2 separate regions of the Mus musculus genome follow, and region 1 is linked to region 2. Evidence: chromatin contacts called from public HiChIP or PLAC-seq data. All regions are on one chromosome and are shown on one strand. Each heading gives the region's core, a stretch centred on a gene start, on an enhancer-like site or on the middle of the called end of the contact. The rest is flanking DNA. Distances are from core to core; before and after follow the strand shown.

The links. HiChIP or PLAC-seq counts read pairs in DNA pulled down with a chosen protein or histone mark.
Region 1: an H3K4me3 HiChIP or PLAC-seq map of embryonic stem cells shows a contact between it and region 2, with 6 times the contacts expected there. The contact joins the promoter of Asah1 here to the promoter of Micu3 in region 2. A contact is called at or near these places in 1 of 39 promoter capture datasets (liver), 1 of 115 datasets of contacts at active chromatin or transcription factors (embryonic stem cells) and 2 of 9 other capture datasets (adipose tissue and pancreatic islet).

What each region holds. Positions count from the first base shown.
Region 1 is chr8:41,373,099-41,377,456 of GRCm38.p6, forward strand. It overlaps Asah1 (N-acylsphingosine amidohydrolase 1), which reads right to left and starts at 1,599. Exons shown (of 14, transcript NM_019734.3): 1 at 1,412-1,599. The coding sequence starts at 1,486.
Region 2 is chr8:40,305,013-40,309,589 of GRCm38.p6, forward strand. Micu3 (mitochondrial calcium uptake family, member 3) reads left to right here and starts at 3,011. Exons shown (of 15, transcript NM_030110.2): 1 at 3,011-3,398. The coding sequence starts at 3,039. It overlaps Mir7666 (microRNA 7666), which reads right to left and starts at 2,917; the gene lies at 2,863-2,917.

The DNA.
Region 1 (4,358 bases), core at 349-2,848, 1.1 Mb after region 2:
ATTCTCCAAGTATTTTGTTTAGAATTTGTTGTTACTTAACCCACGGTTGAAAAGGTCTATATCAGTCCCTCACATCAAACACTAGACCTAGTTTGCTCAACCATTATGTGTCCTTTGGTAATCTTTGGGCAAAAAGGCACAAGCTATCAAAATACTTAATTCTTCAACAATTCTTACAATCCCAACCAAGTTTGGTAAATCAATTCTTTATCTACACTAGAGCAAACGTTTTGCTCTTCCTTCAATCTTTTGTACATACTATGTGGGTTTTGGTCACTGAAATTACTCTGTATACCATTCTGCATTCTACTTTGTGTTGTGTGGTGTTTTTCAGACAAGGTTTCTCTGTGTCCATTGTTGTCCTAGAACATTCGCCTACCTCTATCTCCCAAGTGCTGGGATTTAAAGGCGTGTGCCACCCTCTGCCCTGATGTGCATTCTACTTTTATCTACTAAGTATCTATTCTAGTGGCTGGCTAATTTTCTCTCTCTCTCTCTCTCTCTCAAATTCAAAAAAGCATTTCTCCTTCTAGGAATAAAATTAAAAGAACTCCTGCTGCTCCCATTTCCAATGTCTTGCCTCTTTTCAAAATTCTTGTCATCTGGCACAGGTAAGGTGCATCCAGGTTCCTAGTTATCAAATCTGGCAACAAAACAGTCTTCAATTCTATAGCCTTTATAGAATCGATCTATGAAATGTCGCTGTCGGGCTTTGACCTAGAGGCTGAACTTAGAAATGTTTCTGGGAACAACGATGTGACCTCTGGCTACATTTTTCACTCCAGGGCTATACTTCCTCTTCTAGTAAATACAAGAATCATGTTAGTTCCTCACAGTCTCTTGCGGATATATAAAGTCTGTGGCATTGTGACTTGGTCGAGCAGCACCACGGTACAGACAGACATTCCATGCCTGGGCGTGAAGGCCACAGCCAGTACAGCCTTCTTAGGGGGGCGGGGTGGGGGTGGGTTCCCATCATCTGGGCTAAGACTGCATGTGACCCATAGCTTCCTGCGATGGTTTCTTCAGGAAAAAGCACTAGGTAACCAGGCAGAAAATACTACGGCCACCAGTCAATCGTTAGCTTTTTCTCTGGAGAGTTCCGCCTACAGTAGCTGGTAATCTCAAATATAAGATTGGAGAATGCGTGAATCCTACACAGTTGTTCTTGAAAGTTAGAACTTCCCTAAAATGTGTACTCGGTCCATACAGCAGCAAAGCCACTTAGCCCGGGGTTCACAAGCCACATTTGCACCCATACTCCGCGGGACCGAACCAGAGTTCCCCCGACGCCTCACGGAAGATACAGACCGCGAGCAGGTGTCCCTCACCCGCCCCGCCACAGCTGCGCCCACCTCCCCCTGAGCCCGCGCCTGCACCCCCATCTGTGCCTCGGCTGGAGCTCACCCACCGGCGGCACATCCTGTGCCTGGGCGCAGGTGACTGCCGCGGCTAGGACCCAGGTGAGAAGACTTTGGCCCCGCATCTTCCCAGCTGCAAGCGCCGCTCCGAGGGACTCTAGCAGCAGCTGCAGCAGGGACCACCTCCACCAGCAGCAGGCCGCACCCCAACGCGTGATCAGCGACCCTGGGCCACACCATGCACGGCAGGGGACACGCCAGAGATAGAGGCGCCGGGCCGAGTCCCTAGAGCGGAGTCCGCGCACAGGGCCGAGAGGGGCTGCGCCCCCAGCACGCCACGCAGTGGTTTCGTCCAGCCTTAGCCGCACCCCGGGGCGGGACTTCCAGTTTTCCTCTGGCCTTCACTCGTTTGGAGCGCGGGGGCCGGGGCAAGACGCTGGTGCTGGAGGATTTCTGAGGGCGGACGCCGACTGACTCGGGAGAGGTTGGCTCCTAGGCGTCGCGGTTCCTGAGCCCACCAAAGGGACAGAGTTTCAGAGCATAGCGTCAGACCTAGTTTGCCTTCTGGGGAAGGCTGGCTCCAAGTGAGTCACTCAATCCATCCATCCTGCCCGAGGGATCACAACCAGAGAGGACAAGTGTCAGGGTCAGAAGTTTCATCTCTCGGGTACTCTAGGTACTTAAGGCACTGCTAAATCCTAGGATTTAGATTTTAGTTTCTTGCTGTTATGTCCGGGGTTGGAGAGGTTGAAGGGGTGGGACCTTCATCGATGTATTTGTCGCCGCGTTACTCAACTCCTGTTTTCCTTTAGCTCGTGAGAAGCCAGTTGGTCCAGCGGACCTAAACCTAGGACAGGTACTTGGTACTTCATAGTCTACTTTGAAAAGCAGATAAAAGTGAAATACTTGCTTGGCTTTTACCTTGGACAAGGCTCTCCATAATAGGATGAGTTATCTAGAATCCAACAGGAAAAAAATGCCTCTAGATTTACATTTTCTGCTTCGACGACAGGCATCTCAAGAAGTTTGGAGGCTTTTAAAAAAATGCTTCTATAAAACTCACTCAGGACCATTAAAATCCTATTTTAATTCTCACCCCCGACTCCTGTGCTGGGGATCCGAGTATTTTTCCTTTTTGGTGTAAAAAACACCTAAATTTGGAGGCAAATGATAAATAAGTTGGCTTTTGTTTGTTTGTTTTTTGTTTGTTTGTTTTTGAGGAAGTTTAGATGTTGATACACAACACAGGATTAAGAAACACTTAGAGGGCCGGGCGGTGGTGGCGCGTGCCTTTAATCTCAGCACTTGGGAGGCAGAGACAGGCGGATTTCTGAGTTCAAGGCCAGCCTGGTCTACAAATTGAGTTCCAGGACAGCCAAGACTATACAGAGAAACCCTGTCTCAAAAAAAAAAAAAAAACAACAACAACAACAACAAAACAAAACAAAAAAAAACAAACAAACAAAAAAAGAAATCTTACTTAGGTAAGCAAGATTGGAAAATACTTACTTTTTGAAGGGGGACACTGAGGACTGTTTTAGACAGCAACCTGAGGCAGAAAGCTGTCTTCAGTCACTGACTCTGGCGTTTCAAACCTGCCTAGACAAGATAGCAAGATTTCATCTCCAAAATAAAACAAAACAGAATATATCAGGTCTCTGATGCAGAGTTTGAGGAAGCAACAAAAAGGCACAAAGTTCTTCCCTTATGAAACTTACTAGATGGGAAATAGCAAACACCAGGCATGTGAGGTTCATCTGTAAAATAGCAAGCAAAAGCTGTAAATGTTGGGGGATGGGGGGAGGTCGGGCAAGGAGTAGAAGAATGTAGAAGCTAGGAAGGGGATTGGAATTTTTAACATGCAGGCAGGGAAGACATGATTGAAAAGAGGAGGTCTGAACAGTAAGTGGTAGAATTAGTCTGATGGATGCGCAGGAGGATGCGCATCCTGGAGGGAGACAGGGGCTCTGTAGTGCAAAGGTAGACTAGGGAGACTGTGACTGAACAAAAGCTTTGCACCATAAAGTGATACATGTTTCAAGTTATGCTTATTCTGGTGGAAAGATTACACTTTGCAGATTACACATCAAAGCACTAGGCTGTCCTGCATAACTATACATTTCATGCTTTATGTATACGTTAACACATCTTTAGCAAGTGAAATGCTACGACTCGGTTTTTTAAATTATAGTACTAAGTTTAGCTACTTTAAGACTTTCATGCTCATTTCTTCATGCTAACCAAAAACTGAGAAAATAATGTATATCCTTTTAAATGCTTTCAAAGTGAAAGCATTTTTAGGAGATAAAACAAAATAGTAACAAAAGACCAAGGACATTAGACAGAGACAAGATTGTTATTTTTTTTTAAAGTGTACACTATGTTCAGCTACACTAGAAAAGCCCATGTGGCAGCCTCTGAGGAATGAGGGAGAAATAAGTTAGGTCAGAGATAAAGGAAGCAAAGCAGATTAAAGACAAGAGCCACTGTAAGGACTGGGCCTTTCCTCTGGGAATATTTAGAATGCTGAATACATATGGTCAATGATGAACCTGCTGAATTTCTATGAAGCTTAAAGTAAGTCTATCAGAAGTAGAGTATCCCAATTTTACATATCTATTACCATATCAAATGGCTAATTGATTAATTCACCTAAGTTACTATTGAGAGCATTTTCAACATGTCACCAAACGTATCTTTTATTTATGAAATAGTATTTTGTAGTTAGTTGATCTAACAAACTTAGATGCTTTGTAAAGAAAGTTCACATGAATTGGCATGATAACCTTATAAACCATCTTCATATAAATAACTTTCAAAGCCTACTATACACGTTGATTCTTTTCTTTTCAGATAAATTAAAACTTAAATCTACTTTCTTAATAGTATATCATATTATGTATGTCTTGCCTCACCGCAATATGTGCGCGCACACACACACAAACACAGACACATAGCTTTTATTTTATTTTTTTTGAGTGTGCAGTGAACATAGGG
Region 2 (4,577 bases), core at 1,761-4,260:
TTCTGAGGTGCTGCCTAAGGTATCTGTCCTTTCTTAGTTAATCCGATACCTGCCCCCCCCATCTCCTTGATCATTCCAAATCCTGTCATGCTGATAATCAAGATCGACCATCACAGCCTTCCATTTGAATCAATCACATCTCCAGATGTGCAGCTTGATCTTTCAGGAAGGAAATCAATTGTTTATTTATCGTGAGCTCTTTGCTGGAGTCTCATGTATATAAAAGGGGTCACTCTACTTCTGCATCCCCTTACTATCTTCCCCACTTCATGATCATAATAAAACCCCTTCCTTTTAAGGAGCACTATTGATGTCCTGTGACATGTGGCGGGGATGGGATACATAAATGTTCTGGGGTAATGGTTGGGACAAAGGTCCTCAAAAGGAAGATTTAGAAGTTTGTCACGGTCCTGCTGCTGTTGTCAGGACTGAGGGAACCGTGTGTGTGTGTGTGTGTGTGTGTGTGTGTGTGTGTGTGTGTCTGTGTGTCTGTGTGTCTGTGTGTGTGAATAGCATGCACAAATCAGGGCATATGCCTCTCTTATAGCTACTCAGGCTTTGGGAGCTCGGGTGCAGACTAAGACAAATGGTAAGCTACTACAGGAGTTCTGTTAAGTTGTTCCTGATGAGTCCACATTGTCAACAAACAAAGGTTATTCTCTTATTTGCAAGATGGCAGCTAGCAAAAGACTAACATCACTAGGTCAGGAGTTGCAGTTTCTAAGTTGAAAACACAAAGCAAGTAGGACAATTGCAGATTTGAAGAGATAAGATGTGAGAGATACTATGTGCTGTAGAATTGGAAAAAACCCAAATGCTATTATATATATATATATATATATATATATATATATATATATATATATGAATGAATGAAAGAGATCCATGAGGCATATATAGCCCTGATATATATGTATTTGAAACTGTGGCCTCTGAGACATTATAATAGTTGCTATACAGTCAGGATGAAAGGCCAGGTCTCTAGCCTGTGATTACTAGTTGTATAAGTACACCCATTTCTGGAGAATCATTTCTGGGTTAATTCTTGTATGTTTTCCAGAACATTCTTTTTCACTTAGACAATAGTGAATGAATGCAAGTGACTGCTTCTTTGACTATTTTGAGTTTCACTGTGAAGCAGGGGTGGAGGGGAATCGCTGATCTCTTTAGAATTGATCCAAGTGAGGAATAAAATTTAGGCTGAATCTATACTTACCTGAAGTTTCAAGAAGTACCAAATTCCTAATACCATGTTTTGTTTTGTTTTTAAAATCACTTTGGGAATTAAACTTAAAAAATTTCCAGATAGCATAGCAATTTGGCTATTTTTCTGTAGCAACTGCCACAGAGCAGATAACTTGGGGAGAAAACAATGATTATTCTTAACAGAGTTTGGGTTTCAAAGAAAGAAAGTACGGAAAGTTCAATAATTTCTGCGCATGAGACATTTTAATCTACATTTGAATACTCTGTAGAACTCTGTACTTCTTACAGCTGAATTTGGCTTCTCCCCAGAGAAAATAGAAATATGGCCTATAAATTATGATTGAAAAAAATAACTATGTGCATATGTCATATACATACCATTGTAATGACAGTATGTATTACTTTCCTATTTCTCTTTATAGCTTCTTAGCTTTTTAAGTGCCATGAATAAAAATCTAGTCTGTCCAAGATTTCTGGTAATAGTCCATGTTGGAATATTATAAAAATACCAGGAAATTGTGCTCAGGTCAAAGACAAGTTTAGAGGACCTATGGTACACACACATCGCCACACACACACACACACACACACACACACACACACACACACACACACACACACACACTTATACATGCATACCTTAGGGAACTAAATGCCTAAAAATGTTTGAAATCAGAGACGACAAAAAAAAAATTCCTGGGAAAGTATGGAGCTGCCATAAGTCATGCTAGTGGAATTAACAGGCTTCAGTGGAAAACAGATAACCTAAAATAGATACTGTCCTTATATGTCACAGATATCTTTTTTACCATTTTTAGGAGCTTTAAGGAAGTAAAACTGTATTAATCTCTATTAAAGCAAAACGTAACACAGCATATATAATGGGTTACTTGAAGATAAGGGGTGAGGGACAGACATAGTAGGATATAGGCCAGAAAACCAAGCAATTAAACTTGGATGTTGCTGACTATCCTTCTAGATCTGAAACTTTTCAGGGGTTCCTGGCACCGTTCCACACAAAGAGCAATGCAGGCATAACTCAGTCAGTAAAGCTGATGCTGGCAACGTGTACACACACACACACACACACACACACACACACACACACACACTGTATAACGTGCATAAAAGAGGGCACACTGCACTTCTCAGTTACATTTATACCATCAGTCACCCACACACACAATTGAGTCATAAGAATGATGAAAACCCGTTGTTTCACATATTTGACGGTTTTATTGAACTGAGTAATGTCACATACACATACTAGTAGTTCCTAAAAAATATTAACACTAACTATAAATCATTAGCCTGTCCTTGCCCAAAGTCCAGAAGCCAGCCTTATGGAGTCCAAAAATATTCATTCAGAACTGCAGACTTTATGATTGAAGCAACGGTCTGCACGCAACCACAAAGCGCTCGGAGCATCAGAGAATTCGGCACCGAGCAGGGCACCCAGAGCAGCGCGGCCTGTCTTGGAGGGGCGCCGGGTCACCCCGCAGCTCGGCTCCTGGAGTTCCGCCTCCCAGCGGTTCCCCAGGGTTGGGGGTCCCTTGCCCACAGCCGTGGTTACGGGCGCCGTCCTCTACCACGGCGTGGCTGGGCTGAGGAAGCAGGAAGGAGAACAGCCTGGACTTGGGAAGCTTTGGAGCTTCTCTCGCCCGTGCGCTGCATCCCACGGCGACTCTCGGGGAAGCACCGCCCGGGCTACGGAGGACCGCGGGTCCGCTCCGAGCTCCAGCACCGCGCCGACTTCTCGCGAGATTTCGGCCCGCCCCTCCCGCCCCCCTCCGTCCCCTCGGCTCGGCTCGGCCCGGCCCGCAGCTCCCGCTATGGCTGCGCTGCGGAGGTTCCTGTGGCCGCCGCCTCGGCTGTCGCCGGCGCTCGCCCCTCAGCAGCCCTTCCTCTCACCGTGGGGGCGGCCTGCGGGGACGGCTCCCGGGATGTCGGGCCGGCCCTTCTCCTGCCGGGAGGAGGACGAGGGGGCCGTCGCGGAGGCGGCGTGGCGGCGGCGACGCTGGGGCGAGCTGAGCATCGCGGCGGCGGCTGGCGGGGGGCTGGTCGGCCTTGTGTGCTACCAGCTGTATGGGGACCCCAGAGCCGACCCCTCGGAGCTAGCGGCCCCGGAACTCGAGGACCCGCCCCGCGGCAGGGGGCTGCTGCCCATCCCGGTGGCTGCTGCCAAGGAGACGGTAAGTGCCTGAGCGCGTGCGCGCACCGCGCAGGTGACGCCAGAGGGCTGGACTGCCAGGTGTGCCACCTGCCCAGGGAGGGCTTGGGGGTCGCGGTGACACTTGACTGACACTTGACAGTGGAGGTTGTGGAAGCACTGCGAGCTCCTGTAACAGAGAGTGAGGAACCTCCAGTGAGCAGCGTAGATCCACGCCAGGCACGTCTCTGTGCACTAGGATGCTCTGGGAGAGATGAAGATGATGCTGTCACTCATGCCTCAGCACCGTTCTGGTTGCTGCAGCTACCGTCGAGCAACCAAATACAAACCAGACACCCCACCCCACGACACACAGTGTCACAACTAAAGGACTTGACAGGCATAAACACGAAGAAGTAAGTGATGAGTGAGAGACAGCAAGAGCAAATATTCCTGGAAGCGAGTGCTGGATGCATTCTGAAGGCTTCTTTAGATATTGGAGTCTGCCAATTAGTGTACAGCAGTCCCAAGAGAGGTGTTGCTATACTGGGAAGGGAAACGTTACTCAAAAGTAGTACACCTCTCTTTCTCTTTCTCTCAATAAACCCAGAATCCCTGACATGATAGGTTAGAACAAACAGGAAGAGAGGTCATGAAAGGTGGGAAACTATGAGTGAAGCTAACTGCAGAAGTATCATATAAAAACGTTGAGCTACAATGTAGTTCTGATATAAGGTAAAGACTGTTAAGGCAAGAAGAGTAAGGGATGTGTCCTGTGTCCCCCTACCCCCCCCACTCCACTCCAACACACACTGTTCTCTGTTTAATTGTCATGTAAATGACTTCAAGAATTAGCCTAGGGAATATTTCTACATCAAGACTAAAAGGATATGACAAGATTGGGTGAAATAGTGCCCCTTTTAACCTTAATGAAATTTTGTATTTTTTTTCTCCTGTATGTAGGTCTGTAGTGGCCATGTACAAGTACCCAGCTTCTTGTGTATGTTTTGGATCCAGGTTGGCAGTGCATTTAGGTTAGGGGATCTCTGCTATCCACCTTTGCTTAGTGATAAATGACACGCACGCTGTGTAAAGTACTTTTATACAAATAAATAATCAAGTACTAGCAAACACTGTCAGCCTTCAACCCCACACATACAGACATGCTATTTTGTGGCTTAGGAGAGTAGCATGACATTTGTCTTTTGACCACGTGAGAACT